2 separate regions of the Podarcis muralis genome follow, and region 2 is linked to region 1. The links are chromatin contacts, called in public Hi-C maps. All regions are on one chromosome and are shown on one strand. Each heading gives the region's core, a stretch centred on a gene start, on an enhancer-like site or on the middle of the called end of the contact. The rest is flanking DNA. Distances are from core to core; before and after follow the strand shown.

Evidence for each region. A called contact is a pair of places that touch in the nucleus more often than the background predicts.
Region 2: a contact with region 1 is called in a Hi-C map of tail, with 4 times the contacts expected there. The contact joins the promoter of MKS1 here to the promoter of NSUN5 in region 1. A contact is called at or near these places in 2 of 3 Hi-C or Micro-C datasets (blood and tail).

What each region holds. Positions count from the first base shown.
Region 1 is chr15:29,573,257-29,576,821 of rPodMur119.hap1.1, reverse strand. It overlaps NSUN5 (NOP2/Sun RNA methyltransferase 5), which reads left to right and starts at 1,956. Exons shown (of 10, transcript XM_028707800.2): 1 at 1,956-2,117; 2 at 3,321-3,443; 3 at 3,547-3,565. The coding sequence starts at 1,986. TRIM50 (tripartite motif containing 50) reads right to left here and starts at 1,062. Exons shown (of 6, transcript XM_028707799.2): 1 at 1-1,062.
Region 2 is chr15:29,767,977-29,771,905 of rPodMur119.hap1.1, reverse strand. MKS1 (MKS transition zone complex subunit 1) reads left to right here and starts at 1,489. Exons shown (of 18, transcript XM_028708409.2): 1 at 1,489-1,639; 2 at 2,659-2,777; 3 at 3,404-3,471; 4 at 3,867-3,929. The coding sequence starts at 1,506.

The DNA.
Region 1 (3,565 bases), core at 707-3,206:
CTACAGTCCCAGGGGCACCAGCCTTCAGGCAGCAATGCCTACAGGGCTCTCTGGCTCTTTTAAGGAGATGCAACAAATTTGCTTGGGAACGGCATTACAGAGCTGAGAGGGGAATAGTGTGTGTTTTCTTCAGTGGTGGAAGAGGGACAGTTAAAAGATGTTGAGGAAGCAAGAGTGACAGCGGAACTGTAACCCCCTTAAGTGCAGAGATGGTGAACCCGTGGTGGCCCTCCAGAGTTGGTTGGTCTCTGATGACTCCCATCTGACCTTTGCTCAGTGGCAGAGTACCTGTCCCTGGTTCAATCCCCATTGGCATCTCCAGGTAGGACAGGGAGCAGCCCCATCTGAAGCCCTGGCAAGTCATTGCTGCCAACCTGTGTTGACCAAGAAGAGTATCCTTACCTTCCACAGCTCAGTTGCCTTTTGCTTTCCGCCTTCCTTGCTCACCTGCCCTTCACCCGTAATCATAGGGCTTAGAAAACGCCAAGGCTTGGGATTCAGAGACCCTTCCTTTTGGGGAAATGCTCCTGTCCGCAAATAGTCAACTACTTCTACCCTCTCAAATCAATCCATGTGTCCCCCAAGCGGGAACTCTGAGCCACACAACTTACTGTGAAAAATCAGAGGTCAGCAGCACATCCACCCATTCATGCGTCTGCACATTTACCTTGAACGTTCACCTTGCAAAACATTTGTTCTCCTCCCCACACACCCTGGCTTGGCCACGCCTGGCACTCATTTATTTGTCCATCAGGCGCCAAAGACTTCTCTACGCTTACCGACTAACTGGCAACAGATAAGACTTCTGGCTCAGACATTACTTTTTTCCAGCCTTATTGTTGCAGGGTAGACTTGAAGTCTCCAATGCTGATGTTCCTGAGAAGAGAAATAAAGTTGTACAAAAGCAGCCTTGCTGACCTCTCGGGGTTCAGTGAACCCCAAGTTTCCTTGATGGCCACCAAAACTGCAAAAAGAAAATGAGAGAGTAATGGGAGGGGGAGCAAGAGGTGTTAGGCTGGTCCCTGTTTGGTGGGAGCTAGCTAGGTCTCTGTCTCTGTCTCTCCTGGGTAAGGTGAAACTTGCCTCAAAAAGAGTTTCATCTCAGCTATCTGCTGAGGGTCCTGGTTGTGCTGACCCTTAGAAAGGAGGCCTTGTGCCAGGACCGGCTCTGCCTTTGACAGATGTGTGTGCAGTGGGGTCAGAGGACCTTAAGGAGAGCTGCTCCCTGTCAGCAATTCCCACCAAGGGACAAGTTCCTTCCTGCAGGGGCCTGGGGGACTTCCAGTTGCTCAACCCCAAAATCTTGTTTGGGAGGGGCAGCCTGCTGCAACTTTGCCTGGATTATCCTGCTTCCCTAGGAAGTCAGCAGGGAATTTCAAGTCCTGTGCCTGGTTTTATTTGAGACTTTTTTTTTGTCACCGTTGGAATAGTTTTTATACACAGAATTGTTCTCAATTGTTCTACCTATGTAGAAAAGAACTGTTTATAATCGTTTTTGCACTTTTCTTGCTTTATGGTTCTGTCTTATAACTATGTGCGGCCTGATGGTAAAGGCGGGGGCACAGATAAGAAATCTGATTATATAATTGAGCCACTTATTGAGCCTTTTGAGGCTGAAAGCGGTATACAGTACAAGTCTTTTCAGGCTGCAGCCCTACACATACTTCCCTGGGAGTAAGAGCCACTGAACTCAATGGAGCCCCGTTATTCCAAGTATAATTTCAAGACACGTGCCATTGCGTTACACTGCGTATCGTTCTGCATTGGGATGTGGAGCTTGAAGCCGGCGTGCTGCTGAAGCCTTTGATTTCTCTCCGATGATTTTTTTGGGAAGCACTGGCGGCTGTGAAGAATGCCACGCCGAACCCGGAAACTCGTCGAGCAACGAACGTCTAACATTCGCAGCTCTACGAGATCTCCGCTAACCCACCCGCGAGCATGCGCGGCTCCCTTTTCCGGCGCATGCGCGTTCAGAGCTTGGCGCCATGCGGGAACACGGGCGGAAGAGTGGCTCCGCCGTGGGGCCCGGCTTGTACAGCGCGGCTGCCTCGGTCCTGGCCGGACTGGAGCGCCGGGAGGGTGCCCTCAAGACCCTGGTCTACGGGAGCCGATTCCAGGCGAGTAGAAACAAATATTTGCATGTGTTTGCATGTATTTGCATAAATTGGAGTGGCAAGCTTGGCGAAAGGAGGGGCCTCTACAAAACGGGGTCAGGCAGATTTATGGCAGAGTCGGAGGCTGCCGCCGACTGCGATGGTACAAATGGAATCGCCACCTGCGGGGGCTGTCTATCTTGGGATGTCAATAGCGAGTGGATGACGTCAGAGAATGGGGCGTCACCCTCAGGCCCTGCATCAGATTGGCCACTGTGGGGAAGCAGCCTGATGAGGCAGGGGAATGGACCAACTTTGATCTGGTCCAACAGGTGTATTTTATAGGAGGATATAAAGCCACTTTGTTATATCAAGCCAGGCTATTCCTGGAGTTAGAAGGGACCATAAGAGTCCCACAACCCTGAGATTAAGAATCCTATGCTCCATTAGCTCAGCTATCCAGGTGTTCATTGATGCACCTAACACAGTATTTTCTAGTCTACACTGGCAGCAGTGACTCTCCAGGGTTTTTCTGGCAGTCTTTTTAAATGCTCAAGTGAGTTGAACAGATAAAGAGCAGCAAGCTTTAAAAAAAGGCAAATGGCACCTTGAATTAAAGCAATAAAATAAGAAAAAGCTGAGCTGCAGGGATTTTATAGTTTGAACTCATAGCCAAGAGAGATGATAGAAAAAGAGAGGGATCTGCTGAAGCCGAAGCTGTGCTAAGCTGTTAAGGGGGGGGGGCACCTGAGGCCTTCCAGATGTTGCTGGACTCCAATTCCCATCAACCTGTGCATCCAGTGGCAAGGGATGATAGGAGCTATAGTCCAACAACATACAGAAGGCCATGGGTTCCCTGGGGTAAAGTGTGGAGCCCAGCTGTCCATCAAATTATTATTTCAGGTGTGTGCAGGGGGGGGTGTCTTTCCAAACTTAAAAATAGAATTCCCTGTTAGTGCTTGTTACCTAAATCAAGTGCTCAAAGTGTTCATAGCAGCAAATAAAGCAGCCCCCCCCCAAGTTGGCACCTTTCAAGTGTTTTGGACTGTGTTTCCCATCAGTACCAGCCAGCAGGGACTAAGGATGGCCATGGGGCTGATGGGAGGTGTAGTCCAAAGCACCTTGGAAGCAACAGCAGGGGGGAGATTGGAGTAAAGTGCCCACTTAGCTGTAAAACACTGATAGTCTTTGCTCCATTAGCGACAATGATCCCTGCTCCTCTTCTAGAACCCCCGGCTGCTCTGTGCCCTCGTTTCGGAGACCCTTCGCTATTCTCCTGTGCTGGACTCTATACTGGAGGCTGCTGGCTTGCTCCGTGCTGAGAAGAAGCTGCAGCCGCACCTGGCGAAGGTGAGCATGAGGGGCGGTTGCAGCCCCAGCCCCTGGGCTCCCCCATGCCCAGAACAAGTACCCCGTGCTGTCGCCCACTGGTGCCCCTCTCCTTCCTTTTCAGGTGTTGGTGTATGACTTGC
Region 2 (3,929 bases), core at 240-2,739, 200 kb before region 1:
AAGAGAGGGCTGTTGATGGTTACTAGCCACAACTGCTATGCTCCTGGGGTTCCTGGGGGCTGAGCCCTTTTGGGTCCCCTGAATATTTTTGGCTTGGGTGCTGGGGCCCTCAATGTCCAAAAAGCACAGAGGCAAAACGCGGAGCCGAGCACAGTGTGGTGCCAGTGGCTGGCTCCTCCTCCTGTCGTGGAGAGGAAGGAGAAGCCTTTTTTGGACTTATTTAAAGAAATGTGAGTTTGATGCATTTGCGAGCAGGAATTGAAGTATGACCAACAGAAGGTATCAGAACTTACTGTAATATTTATTGTTAATGACATAAGAGATGGAAGACAGGGTGCAACAAAGGAGCAGAGAACAAAATCACCATGAAAAACGGGATGGGAAGTGGACAAAACCATAAACAAAATTATGTCTAGGAGTGTATATGTGGAAATTTTCTTGAAATTTAACAAAAAAATTTTTTTAAAAAACATACAAAAAATCTGTAGAACAAGCCTAGTAAGACAACAGCAAAGAATGCTGGCAGCATAACGTGTCCAGGAAAATCAGAATGCTGCCAAATGCCTGGGGAAAAGTTTTTTACCTGGTACAGAAAATACCAGGAATTCACTTCATCTCAAGAAACAAATGCTTTCTCCCCATGTAGATTAGATTTAATCTAATTAGTTGATAGGATTTTCTATGATTAATTGACTTTAGGCTGCCATCTTAAACTAACTGGGGGAAGGGAGTCCTATTTAACACAGTAAAGGTGCTCAAGAGTCAGAATTGTAGATTTGGAAGGGACGCCAAGGGCCATCTAGTCCAACCCCCTGCAATGCATAGAGAATCCTTGACAAATGGCCATCCAACGTCCATTGAAAAATCTGCTATTAGTGTGAACATTTAGTTTTGGGGTGCTTTTGAAATATTTCATAGTACGTACAACCAGGCTGCCTGGAAGGGTGAAGGATGGGGCAGTTTAAGCAGATGGCTCTTTGCTGCAATCTGGGAGGCACGTTTTGTATATAGATATGTGGGTGTTTGAGAAACCAGGTCAGGCTCAGCTCAACCGCTTGCCTGCAATATCAGCATTGGACTACCTCGCAGGACTGTTGTAAGTCAATCTCTCAGCTCACAGTCCCTCCCACACCCGAGTCTGCAGTGGGGGTAAACCAATGAGGTCCATCGACTACAATCCATTGCTTTTGCAAATCATTCTCAGCCTGACCCCCAACCGTAAAATGTTGACAGTCATGGACTACACTGCAGGCTTGTTGCAAAGTACTCTACTCCCTGCTAGCCTGCAAAGGTTAGCAATGGCATCTGTGCCGGCAGAGTTAATTAAAAAAAAAAAAAAAAAACAGTTGGGGGACTCAGAGAAAATTAAATGCTCCACACAAAAAGAATCTTAAAAACAGAAACTCCTCCTTTGGTTTCTCTAATGTGATCTCGGAAGTGTCCTATCTGGCAAAGGCAGAGGAACTCTTTACTTTCTCTGTGGCCGGCGCCATCTTGCCGTCCCCATGGAAACGCGGCCTAACGGAGATGCCGAAGCCTTTCCAAAACCCCCTCAGACCATGGCGGAGACCGTGTGGAACGAGGACCCAGGCGGGGCAGTATATCGTTCCCGGGACCCCATCAGCAACTTGCGCGTCAGGTCGGTACATTCTCGCCCCGTCTCTGCCCTATTTTACCGCCCCCCCAAAAAAACCTCGCCCCTCCCCTTCCTCTCTCCCCTGCTAAACTAACCCCCCAACCGATCTATGAATCGGTATCACCCACAGTGATCAATCAGTATCACCTGTCAATCAGCTACTCCAAGCAAATCCATAATCCTCGATACCCATTTTAGGAGGGGGGGGGGAGAACAACACTCCCATCACTCCACTTGCAGATCTTCCTGCCCCAAAGAGTCTTCTGCAAGCTTGAAAACTAGCAAACTCAGGAGAAAAGCTTCCCTTAGTTTGAAGGATTTTTTAAAAAAAATATTTGTGGCCTCTTTTATTTGGGGCAGGATCTGCTTTGATTGGTGCGGTTGTTTTAAGTTTCTATTAATTTATTGCCATTGCTCCCACTTTTAACTGTTTGTTTATATACCGCTTCATTAAAAAAAGAGGAAGCCTCAAAGCATTTGTGTGTTTGTTGATTCCTGCATTTTGCCAGGGGTTGGACTACATAATTCTCCCATGATTCTAAGTTGCTTTGAGTAATTTTTATGAAGAAAGTGACTTATTTATAGGAATAATAAGGAACAATAATAAGGAACAATAGGAAACATGGGAACAAGAGAAGCTGTCTTATACCGAGTCAGACCAATGGCCCATCTAGCCCAGTAGTGTCAACCCTGACTGGCAGCAGCTCTCTGAGGTTTTCAGGCTGAGAGGATTTCCTAGCTGTATCTGGATATGCTGTTGGGGATTGAACGTGTGACACACAAAGCCCTTCCCATAAAGATTAAGTCCAGCCCTCAAGAGTCTGAAAAAGGGGCCTATTTTTGCCCTATACCAAGCCAGACCAATAGTCCATGTAGTTCAGTAGGGACTACCCTGACTGGCAGCAGTGGCTCTGCAGTTGACTCCATGCTTAGGGCTTACACTCTGCACCATGATTTTCAGCCTTCCCAAACCCTTTTCTGTACTCTTCTCATGCTCCAGATATTGCTTTCTGCCTCTACAGAGTTCAGATCCAGCGCGTGACCTCCACCAGCCTCCTGCTGCAGCAGTTGCACCTTCCTTTCAGCCAGTCAGGACAGCAGCTCATCAGCTTGACCAACCTCGGCACCCAGAACACAGCAAGTGAGTGGGCTACTGTTTCTTCAGGCTGCTCAGCTGATGGACCTTCACCGCAACATCTCATGCCATCGTGTTGCTTTTCTGCCTACCTTTTGTACTGCGGTTCAAGTTGGCTTATTTGTATGCAGCACTCGCACCTTGTCTGACTGTCCTCCGCAAGGCAGTCAGAATTGCTGTGTCAGTTCAGATGCTCTAGATGACAAGAGACCAAAGCAAAGGATTCTGGGAGTTAGGTCAAGCATATTGAGCGGTTGTGTCAGCAACTATGTGTGCTCTATGTGGGGTTTCCCTTGTGCTTGTTTCAGAAGCTGCAGTTAGTGTATAATGCTGCAGCTTGATTGCTGATAGGAGTGAGGTCTTGTTGGCCTAGAGCAGCTGTGCCTAGAGATCTGCATTGGTTGCCATTCTGCTACTGGTCCAAGTTCAAGGTGTTACTGTTCATATATAAAACCCTGAACCTGTTTACCAACAAGATTGCCTTATGTCATATATGCCCACTCAACTGCTTCAATCTATGGAACTGGCATTCTTACGAGTGCCACACAATACCCGTTCCACATTTGTAAGAAATCAATCTTTTAGTGTGGCAGAGTCTGTACCCAACTGCCCCCTGTCCTTCTTTGTTCCAGGTAACCATTGTCCTGATGAGGAGAAAGAGGAGGCCGTGATCGGCTGGCAAGAGAAACTCTTCAGTCAGGTGAATGGATGGGAGAGTCTTCCAGGTTGCAAAGAGTTGTAAATCTGCATTGCAGAGATTAGACTAGATGACGCTTTGGGTTTCTTCCAACTCTACAGCTGTATGATACTTTAGGACATCTCAGAGTCCCTTGGAATTCTCATTTCATTTATCCTCACAACAGAGACACCTGATAAAAATTTATACCTTGTCCAGGTGTTTCTTGGTTCTTAGTTTTTCATTTTACTATTTCATTTTTGTGTTTTGTTTCTGAATTTTTATTGACAGTGTGCATTTTCATTTTATTTGTGCCCTAAAAAGTTGAGATATTTTAAAAAGGGATAATTTGGGGGTTGGGGGAGAGTCTGCTCTCAGTGATGCACTACCGCTTGAGTTTTTTTCTGTGCTTTCCCTAGTTTGAGGTCGATCTCTATCAGAACAAGTCCGCCTGCCAAAGCCCTCTTGACCAGCAGTACCAC